3 separate regions of the Sus scrofa genome follow, and regions 1 and 3 are each linked to region 2. A link is a contact called in public HiChIP or PLAC-seq data. All regions are on one chromosome and are shown on one strand. The core of a region is the stretch at or near the end of the contact, and the rest is flanking DNA. Distances in the headings are between cores, read along the strand shown.

Region 1 (3,437 bases), core at 758-3,257, 130 kb after region 2:
AAAATAGCTATGGCTGATTTAAATGGGAAATAAGTTGATTAGAAAATATCCGGTAGCTCAAAGACTGTTGGAGCTTGAGGCTTAGGCCTGCATGGCCAAGCCTACAACTAATAACAGATAACAGAACTGATGGGAGAAAGCTCTGGGGTTGCCCTCACTACGCACAGGCATCTTGAATCAATGACCACTCATACTGAATGCCTCTGCTAGAGCCACTCTCACTACTGCCCCAGGAGCTTACCTTGCTACACTCCAGCAGTTACTCAGGGAGTGGAGTTTCGTGCCTGCTTTTTTGAGTCAATAGCTGCCAGCTGGTGCACATGATTAACTGAGTAAGTATTTGGCATTTCAGTTTCAGCTACTAGACTCCTAAGGTGGGGTGTGTGTGTGTGTGTGTGTGTGTGTGTGTGCGTGTGTAGAATTCCCAAGTGGTGGAATGCAGAAAATAAGTAGATAAATGTCCATTAAAGGCAAGTTGAATTAGAAATGAATGACAATATATTCAAGTAGAAACATCTAGCAGGTGGGGTGGAAATGTGACACTATTCCCCAGAGAGCTAGAGTTACAGATTTGGGAGTTGGGTACTGATTGAATTGTGAGTTGGGAGTCTGGAGAGATTCAAACACAAACTTTTCATTTGCATATGAGGAATCTGCATCTGAGAGTGCTTTATCACTATAAATGTGCTGCCCACCCCAACCCCCCAACATTTATTAACTGAAAAATTAAAAAATTCATATTAGAGGAAATAGGATAAGAATATAGACAACACTAATAGAAAATTAGTGGAAGAAGAGAACCAGTGATTGTTGGGGACCTATTGTGCTTTTTATTTTTAAATGAAGATTTAAGTGCCAACTATATGTCAGGCACTATGCTAGGCCAACTTAATGGTAAGCAAAACTGGACGTGTCCTGCAGCTGGAGAAACTGAAACAGGCTGGAGTGCACAGAGTTGGGGAAATGTGGCGAGAGGTCAAGTTAAGCTAAAGGTAAAAAGGAAGTAGAAGACACAGCAATTTGTCTGTACTTGTATAAAGATTTTGAGCTTTATGCCAAAGGGGTTAAGCTATGTAAAGGTTATATGGCAATTTTTACATTCATCATCTCATTTAATCCCTACACAACTCTGTAAGGCAGTATTAGCATTCTATTTTCATATGCAGAGACTGGAGTTCAGAAAGACTGACCTCCTAAATGCTATAAATAGTAGGAAATGATAGTGGGGGCAGACGGCTGGCAGGCAGGAAAGGGCTTCTCGGAGAGGGAGGGAGAATTCATACTTTTTAATGATGCCAGAAAAACAAAAAAAACAACAGTGTGTCACCAAATATTCACAACTTTGCAAGCAAGGTTTCATTACTATTTTTTAGATGGAGAAATTTTGGTCGCCCTTAGAAAGCGGAGAAACTGCCTTTCAAATCCCAAGACCATCAGCTCCACAGCTGCTGTGAAACGCTGCTTCCGAAAAACATCCCCTGACGTTCATTCGGTAGGTTTTAGATACAAATGAGAATCACCCCGGCATCTGAAGGACCCTCAGGAAGCGGGGCCAGTGAGTGGGTAAAAGTCAAGACCGGGAGGTGTATTAAAGGGAGTCTTAATAAGAAAAGGAGGCATGAAGGGCTCTGAAGGAGAGCCTAAGGAGCTTGAGCTTTAGCCAGACCGCGGACACAAAGGCATAGATTATGCGATACATATTAAAGAGCAGCAACGCCTCCTGCAGTATTTACAGTACTCAAGTAGCCCGCCCGTCCTGTCCCAGTTTCGGTCCAGCCCGAGGCGGCGGCCTAGATGCTTGATGGACACGGTCGGCCAGATCGTTTGCGGTTTTCCAGCTCCCGCTTTCCCGCGGAATTCAGGTCTCGCCAGGGCTCGGAACACCGGCTCAGCTGGCGCCGTAGGTAAGGCCAGAAGCGTTCGCTCAGCGTCCCGCGCCCCTGGGTCCGCCGCGGGGGCGGGGAGGGGGCCGGGCCTGGGCCGGGTCTCCGGGAGGAAGCGCGTCGCGCGGCTTGACCCCGGCGGCGTTCCGTACCGTCGCGGCTTCGGCGGCGGAAACATGGCGGCCGTGGCCGGGCCGGTCGTGGAGAAAGTTTCCGACGAGAGGGGCCTGTGCTAGAACGTGCAGCCTCGGGCCGTCGCCTCCCCTGGCGTGTCGCCTCCCTGCTCCGAGTAGCGGGCTCAGCCCTAAATCTCTCCCTTTTCCGTGTTGGCCCCAGAGACGACTCCGAGGTAGGAGAGAGTGTTGGTGGCGGCGGTCGAGTCAGGAAGGGGGCCCAAGGGGGTCATCGGCAGGTTGGCGAGACCTGGGCACAGATACTGCCCAGGGCTCCGCGTGGTGCAGGTCCCAAGCTCCGCCCAGCCGGCCTCCCGAGGCGGGGATAGGGATACCGGCCCGAGGAGATGTCGATGGTGAGGGGTGGAGAATGGAAGGCTGGGCGCCTCTCGTTAGCTGCGAGTGGTTCCCCAGTCAGCTGAGCGCCCAGTTTTGGTTGCCTTCTCCCAAAGTAGAAGACAGCCAGGCTCCTTCTTGGGCCTTCCACATCTTGTTAGGAGGAGGCAGAATGGAAGAAGAATTGCAGTTGCTGCCCTATTGCTGAGGAATTTAATGTTCACGGAGCCATTCTTCTTGTCTGAGATGAGTCCAAAGAGTTATTATCATGAATTCATAGAAGCAAAGCACTGGAGTTCCTCGACTCCGTGCACAGTAGCTTCTTTCAACTTTTGGCACTCCGCATAGATGGGACGGAAATCGTTTCAGAGTCAAAAAATGTTGCACGTGATAGAGTGTGTCTCGGACTCAGTAAACCCTTCTCCCGAAGTAGGACAGAAAGAGAACTTGTTGGTTTGGGGGAAGTTGGATGAGTTAAGTGAAGGCTGGAGTAAGGCGGACAGAGAAACAAAACATTGATGGAAACTCCCTTAGCTCTGTCACTTCTTAACTGTGGGGTATTAGAAAACTTGTTTATTCTCTCCTTATTAATATGTGTTCTATAGCTGGCACTGTTATGAAATAGTTATTTCTGTATAAGTCCCTATTTCTTCAACAGATACTTGGTACCAAACTTTCTGCTTAACAGTGGATGTACAGTATTGAAGACAGACTTTCAGAGACCAAGTACAGGGATCAAATAAATGGGTTTAGGGTGATCACCCTAAGAAAATGGTTTAGGCGGAGACTTGAAGGGAGGAAAGAGCCAGGTGTGAGGAATGGGGTGGGGCCAGGAGGAGGGAAAGGAGTGCACCTGGAAGGGAATAGCATTAGTGCAGTTCACAACTGAAAGGTCAGTATGGCTGTAATACAGAGTTCAAGAAGAAAAGTGTTAAGAAATAAGTAAGGTCAGCTATAATGGAAAAAAATAAAAATCATTATTAAAAAATAAAAAAAAAACAAAAAGAAATGAGGCAGGAGAGTTACTCACATCCAACAAGGAGAG
Region 2 (3,700 bases), core at 118-2,617:
TTAAAATACGGAAAGAACCAAAAGAGGTATCTTTATCAAATTCCCCTTTTTCCAAATGAAATCCCCTCCCAAATAAAATCTCCTATCTTCATCTTGTTAGGCATGTGCGTTTAATTTCTCTTCATAATTACAATTAGTTCTTATGAAGTTTATTTGTGTCTGATCTGCTTCTTCATTGGGCAGGTAGGGACACATCTTCCATCTTAAATTTCACCAATTTCTCCCTTTACTTCCTCCCTGTTATTCCCCCTATGTTCTGGAGAGTTATAAACTCTGGAGAGTTGAAAACTACAACCTAGCACAATTCATTAAGGGCTCTCAGCCGGTTGAATCTCTGACACTCCAGCAGCCCAAGTACCACTTTCCAAGCTAATGCAGTCTTTTCTTTGGAAAAGAGCTTTCCACCTTTCTGGGACAGAAGTTTGTAACCACATTCCCCATAAGCTTCCCATGAAATCAGGAGTTAAGGAGGTAGAACAAGTTGCCAAACCCCCTAGGCACACTCCGCATAGATTAACCCACCAAATTAAAGGGTGGGAGGTCATCCAGGTCATCTTTAAATAAAACTGTTTCAAGTTCTGTTGCGAATTAGACCAAAGCAGTCTTTCTCTGACACCCGGGAGGACCACCATAAAAGTTCTTGAGTGCATCTGTTGTGGATTCTTAACTACCCATTCTCCCTTTTCCACCATCTTCTATTGTTTTTCTTGACCCTCTCCTTTCTCCAATTTCTATGTCTTTTGCTCAGCACTGGAACTAGAGGCATTAACCACTGCTGGCCCGTGAATTAAACCAGTACTTGTTAGCTAGACCTCTTCTTGCACCTAACAAAGCATCCATGCCTGGGTTCCTTAAAGTACAAAATTCCAGTGCTGCCTTCATTTCTAAAGCCCTTCTCAGCGCTATGCAGCTAAAGGGAACCTACAACTGACCAGGTGCAGCGGGAGCTCAGGTAGAGGACCCTGATCACATCATGCCAGAATATAACTCGCAGGAAGGGTAATGGCTGAAAAATGTGAAAGAGCTGGGCGGGAGAACAAAATCCAACCTAAGCAAACTCAGACGCGCAAGCGCGTGGCTCACAGCGCGTCTCCCGTGGCTTCACCACAGCGCCTGCGCACAGGATCCCAGGAGCGGCGGGGAAAGGAGAGAAGCGTCTGGCCTAGTGCCACCGCCTCGACAACGTAGCCTGCAAGCCCCGCCTCCTCCAGCTGCTCGCCTTCCCAAACAAGCGGGTGCGCCCCTAGCGCTCTCTGTCCATTGGCCCTTGGCCTTTTCCGTTTCCGCCCAGCCCTCCAGAGTTCGCCAATCAGCTTGGGTGTTTGAGCAAGGGTCCACCTCCAAGGCCGTCGCTCCGCCTCCGCTGCCTCCTCCCGCTGCTGCCTCCGCTGCTGCCTCCTCCTTCCCCACCTCCTCCGTCAGGCGGGCGTCCGCGGGGGCCCGAGGGGCGGCGGCGGCAGCGATATGGAGCCGGGGGCCGGCGGCCGAAGCGCTGCTCGCGGGCACGGGGCCGGGCCCCTAAGCACCCCGCCGCCCCGGGAGCAAGAGCGGAAGCTGGAGCAGGAGAAGCTCTCCGGGGTGGTGAAGAGCGTCCACCGGCGGCTCCGCAAGAAGTACCGGGAAGGTAAACAGCGAGCTGAGCGGGGGGGAAGCGGCGGCCTCGTCGCCCCCAGCCCCTTGTCAACCTCTCCCCTCCCCCCCCCCCCGAGGCCACCATTACAACCTGAAGGAGCTGCACGTCAGCCCCTGCCAGGGCCGCTCACCCAGGCCTGGACGCCCCCTTCTTGGTCGAGTCCTCTGTAGGCGTCAGGCGCGCTCCTCCCGCCCCCTTTTCTTCGAGGGCCCTTCAGGAGCGTTCCAGGCCTTTGGAGGAGCCGAGTCCCCACCTCCTCCCATCCCTGTCCCCAGCTGGGGTGCTGAGATTGTTGTCACCACACATACAACACATAGACCCTCACCCAGGAGGTGGAGGTCTCTTGTTGCAAGAGACCTGAAGCTGAAACACGAAGGCAGGTAGAATCCATTCGAGAAAGACGGACTGAAAGAAGCACTCCCTCGCATTTGACCTGCCTGTTTGATTTGCTGCCCCGTCAGACCCCCTACCTAGTACCTCATTCCAGCGGGTTTAGCCCGGGCAAGAGCTTCCTCGCTTTGGCTTCCAGGGCTGCCAAGTCAGCAGGCCTTTTAGCTGACTGGACTTCACCTTGTTAAAAGGGGGAGGGGCTCCATCCTTGCCCCCCTCCCCCATTCTTCAAATTCTGGATCTTATTATTCAGGTGGGAGAGGAAGAGATCTGGGTCAGGTGCTCGAAATACTGTTTATTTTCGAATGGTCTGTGTAACTACTAACTCTCCTAAGGGGACAGATTCCGGTTGCCATTGCTGGGGACCTCTCTTATGGAAGATCTTGAGCAAAAGAAGAAGCTGTAGTAGCTTTTCGTTGGGCCTGAGGAGTGTTTATAGTTGGGATCTACAGGTATCCTTAGTATTTTAAAATGTAGGCTTTTTTTACAGAGCTTTTTTTAATAGGAAATCGACAGTGAAAATTCTCAAATTTTTTATGTGCTCAGTAGATATTTCTTCTAAGGATCAAAATGAGGAATAACTTTCTTTTTTGCACTGGCTTTAGTTTAATTGCAATAATAGAAGACTGAAAAGTGGGAGCCTTCTTGTGTTACTCTTATACTTAGTTAAGTTAGGATTAGAAGCAAAATTATGAGTGAAGGAACAGGCAGGTAAAATCAGGTTACATTTGAATTACAAACACTTTGCATTTAGTCTAGAAGATTAAAGCTAAGTGTCTTTTGTTCTGAGTGTAGTTATGTGATTCATTTTTCAAACTTTAAATTCAAGGTTTTTTTTCCCTTGGCAACTCAAGCCTCGATTTTTTAGCCACCCTCAAAGGTAGCCTATAGTTATTATTTAATAGGTATCAATAGAAGGAGACTTACCGGGCACACTGAGATGTTGAGATTTGTTTTTTAAAAGAATGCTTTAAACCCCACAATTTATTCAATAAAATGAGTAGTTACCATGGAAACCATTGCATCATTCTTCATATTCAGAGAATGCACTTACATAATGGCATTCACTGTAGGTTCCTGTGTTGTTTGGAGAAATGAGGAAATAAATGGACATGCTTTCCTTTAATTTAGCATGCTAGTTTGTACAAATTTAAGCAAGTATGTCTTTTTAAAGAAAGACGGTAGCATATAATTCAATTCCATTTTTTATCTTTTTGTTATAATTCCATTATTATTCATTTTTAATTTATTCATAAATGAATAGGTTCTACCTAATAACACTACTAATGTTTCATCGTACATTTGAGTGCTGTTTATACTTGCTTTGTTGCCACATGTTGAAACATGTCTTTAAGCCTGAATATTAACTGAGGGAACACTTATTTGTAATGGAATTTAGTAGTTGAAAGTTACCAGAGGTAGAATAGGTACATGTATATCATAAGTGAATGATCTCGTGTGCTTCTGGGGGGGTAAAGTCCTGGCGGTTTAAACGTATGAATGAAGCTGCTCTATAGGCATTTTTAATGCCCTGAATTCCACCAGTGATCCAGGCTTCTCTAGGCTTTACTCCAGTGATATAGAGCCCCATTAGTGAAATAGCAAGGTAAAAGATCCTAAAGAGCATGCCCTTTCTATCTTTATTTCTGACATGTAGGTCAGATCTTAGTTGTGGTT
Region 3 (3,565 bases), core at 15-2,514, 160 kb before region 2:
CTTCTAAGAAAAAATTTTTTATGAGAAATATTTTTCCACCCTCCCATGAGGCAAGATAATCCTGACTTTAAATTTCCTTGTATAGCACTTAAATATTAGCCGATCAGCTAGTCTCATATCTATGAGAGTTCTAGGCACTAACCATATTGGGCATTTTATGTATCACTTCATTTAATCTACTGTGGGAATCCTACAAAGATTGGCAATTTTCTCATTACAGATGAGAAAACTCTAGTTTTGAGAAGATAGATAATTTGCACAAATTCACTGAGTTAGTGGCAGAAATGGGCCAACTGAAGACATCTCCTAAGCCAATGTTTTTAATCAGTCCATCACCATGGATAGAGCACTAGAAAAAAAGATAATTTCACAACTTTTCAAAACTAAAAATTTGTCCCATCCAAGTATTCTTAGCCACATCCTGGAAGCCCAGCAATGTAAAATTTGAATACATCAGTGCCTGAGCATGTGTTTCCTGCTTCCTAGAAGCCATGGGCTTATGTGTGTGATTGATCCCCACGGTTTACTAAGGTTCATCAGTGGAAATCAAGGCTACATCGGCAATGGCCTCTAGGTGGTATCTGGAATCACGTCAAAAATGACCTTCTGAAGCTTCCCCATACATGTTTGTAAAATACTGGCACCAGAGTATTTAGTCTTAGCAGCTACATAGTTCTGGAAAGTCCAACTTATCAACCTATTAGCCTAATGATTAGTTAGCTCTAATGTAACAGTCTCAAGGATGAATGTCCTATTATTGATAGGAAACACTGACTAGCTCTGAGTGGGTCTTTTCAAATTGTGAAACTCCAATAAAATGTCTCCACTCACTTGGCTTGGCTCAATTGCTAATGAAGAAGTCTGGATTTTATGAACTCCCTGACCAAAAGCAGTCAGTACAAAATCTTAATGTCAGCCTATCCTGTCTTTGCTGACAGATCCCAGAAGGGCCTACCAATGACTCACTTTCACCAGTTAAAAAATAAGCAGAAGCCACTTCTTTGTTCCTCTCTGAAACAACTGACTTGGGAAGTTTGGCCCTCTACCACTCAGATAAGTGTCTAAAATAATGTTCTTTGTCTCTGAGTATCACTGGCTACCAGTGATCTCTGTTTCAGTGAAGAAGGGTGTAATTTTAGATTCTCCTGAACCGAAAGACTAAATTCTGGATTTGATAACACTAGATACTTAATGCCAAAAGAAGAACCATGCAGAAGGCTGCAGAAGCATTCAGACAGCTTAGGAGGGAAATGGAATGTGGAACTGCTTCAGAAGAGTTGTGGTTCATGTTGCTACCAGACATGCTGAGAGGCAGAACTTGTAGCTGGCAGATGCTCAACACAGAATAAGCTGCTCATCTCTCTAGCACTGCTTAGAAAAGATCACCTCTTTTAGAAGAGGGACTATACATGTACAACATAGCAGTCATCATCCTGGTCAGTGATCTAGACAAAACATCTGAGTTACAGCATGAAAATCACAGTTCATTAAGATGGTTTGCAGGCACATCAAAAATTAAAAAAGCAGCTTCAGATCAAAGGAGTGGAGAGATTATTATATTCATTGTATTCCAGAAATCTGCTTCTACATCACTTAATTCTAGTAAACCCTGGGTTGACACTTCCAACTACAGTATAGATTATAAACTAATTAAAACCATTTATAGGACCCTTGACTTACAAGACTAACTTCAAATAGAAAAAAAAAAAAAAAAAAAAAAAAAAAGGAGCTTTCAAAGCTATTTGGCAAAACAGGACTCCTTCATCCATTAGTATAAGCAAATGAGTTCTAAGTAGGGGTTGTAAGAATAACGTTTATCCTCTTCAAACAGCGAACCTTACTGAAGGCCAAAGAGGTAAGGTTAAAATCTTGGTACTATGCTCAACACTGAGTGGAATGCCATCTCTTAGGGGTAAGACAAAAAGTATTTCCTCTATCATGCAAGTTCTGCAATTAATTATCCCATAGCTATCAAGAATAATACATTCCTCTGATAACATACGTTCGATTATCATAATTCCCTTTTAGCAAAGCTTCTAATGCTGCCTTTTCTTTTGCCGCACTTTATAGAAAAAGCAACGCAGAGTTATAGATTAGCTGCTCTAATCAAAAAGAGAATTAAAAAGGAATTAGAGTTTGTTTTTTGGGTTTTCTTGGGGGTTCCCTAGAGATCATTTCAGCTGAATGATTTCTTAGAGCTATTCACTCATATCTAGACCCTCTCAATCTTATTTTCAAAACTCTTTGGACCCAATATAAAGAATCACTGTTATGATAATAACTGAATGGAGAATATGTTTTAAACATAAATATAACCACCAGTGGGTATGAAATAGTTAAGTAGTAAAATCCCATCAAGGCAACAAACAGCCTCAATACTAGGGAAGTGTTTTCTAGTCGTCTCCCAACTCACAGCCTAGGAAGCCTAAAATCGCCTCTGTATCCAAGAGTTCCACAGACACTTTCTGTTTACCATGTTTGTCTGCTGAACAGCACTTTCAAAATGGAGAGAAGCTACAGCCTGGAGACCCCATATTTCATGGATTTGATTAACAGTAAAGAGTAACAATAGTTAATATTTAAGGAGGGATTACTACATGCTAGTCAATAATTCCAGAAATTAACTCATTTAATCCTCATAATACACACCCCGTTTTATAGATGGATAAACTGAGTCTTAGAAAAGCTTACTAACTTGTCTATTGCCATACAGTTAGTAAGCAGCAAAGCCAGAATTGTAACCAAGGGGTCTAATGCCAGAAATCTAACTCTTAACCAGTAACCAGGGGAATAGAAATACAAGTAAAGGGGAATTGATAAATACAGAGCTCTGGCAACTTTCTGGTCACTTTAGAAACATTTCATTTAACCCTCACACAATACATTTTATAAAAGGAAAGTAAGTTTCAGAGAGATTGAATAACTACTCAAATGCCCAAAATTCGCAAGGAAAAGACTGATACTCCATACACTACATCACAGCACCTCTCCACAGATTAAAGACTACATGACAGAAATAAGAGCAGAAATATCTCACCTCGATTGGCATATCAGTGCTGTTATAAGAAAGTGACCATTGGAACCCGTCTGGCAGGGATACTGATAGGACACAAGGAAACCTGTAGATAACAACACAACCAGCTTAAGCAAGGAGGAAAGGATCTAAAACATTAGAGCACTGCAGTGTTGGGGGAGGAGAGGTGCATGTATGTGTGTGTACACCGTGTGTGTGCAGTTTCATTCTGTTTTCAACTTTCCTTTTCTTTTTTTTCCTTGCTTTTTTAGAGGTATATGGTACATGGCGGTATAAGAGGTATATATGTAACCGTGGTATACGGAGGTTCCCAGGCTATAGATGGAATCAGAGGCATGGCTGCTGGCCCACACCATGGCCACAGCAACACAGGATCCAAGCCACATCTGGGACCTACACCACAGCTCGTGGCAACACCAGATCCTTAACCCATTGATCAGGGTCAGTGATCGAACCTACATCCTCATGGATATTAGTCGGGTTCATTTCCTCTAAGCCACAATGAGAACTCCAAATTCTTTTATCTTGATG

Evidence for each region. HiChIP or PLAC-seq counts read pairs in DNA pulled down with a chosen protein or histone mark.
Region 1: an H3K27ac HiChIP or PLAC-seq map of alveolar macrophages shows a contact between it and region 2. The contact joins the promoter of TMEM168 here to the promoter of BMT2 in region 2. A contact is called at or near these places in 2 of 5 promoter capture datasets (fetal liver and liver), 9 of 47 Hi-C or Micro-C datasets (alveolar macrophages, embryonic fibroblasts, heart right ventricle and 4 more) and 2 of 2 datasets of contacts at active chromatin or transcription factors (alveolar macrophages and skeletal muscle).
Region 3: a contact with region 2 is called in an H3K27ac HiChIP or PLAC-seq map of alveolar macrophages. The contact joins the enhancer-like site here to the promoter of BMT2 in region 2. A contact is called at or near these places in 2 of 5 promoter capture datasets (fetal liver and liver), 4 of 47 Hi-C or Micro-C datasets (heart right ventricle, liver and skeletal muscle) and 2 of 2 datasets of contacts at active chromatin or transcription factors (alveolar macrophages and skeletal muscle).

The regions. Positions count from the first base shown.
Region 1 is chr18:32,926,334-32,929,770 of Sscrofa11.1, forward strand. It overlaps TMEM168 (transmembrane protein 168), which reads left to right and starts at 2,008. Exons shown (of 5, transcript XM_003134765.6): 1 at 2,008-2,232.
Region 2 is chr18:32,796,911-32,800,610 of Sscrofa11.1, forward strand. BMT2 (probable methyltransferase BMT2 homolog) reads left to right here and starts at 1,368. Exons shown (of 5, transcript XM_021079235.1): 1 at 1,368-1,624. The coding sequence starts at 1,465.
Region 3 is chr18:32,638,192-32,641,756 of Sscrofa11.1, forward strand. LOC102164930 (a long non-coding RNA gene) reads right to left here. Exons shown (of 4, transcript XR_002340209.1): 2 at 3,038-3,119. Among named protein-coding and RNA genes, the nearest start is that of GPR85, 27 kb to the right of the region's middle. Within about 2 kb of position 1,265, at least 7 of the 83 cell types and tissues checked have an H3K27ac peak or open chromatin away from gene starts, as enhancers often do. A contact at or near this core is called in alveolar macrophages, where this site is marked.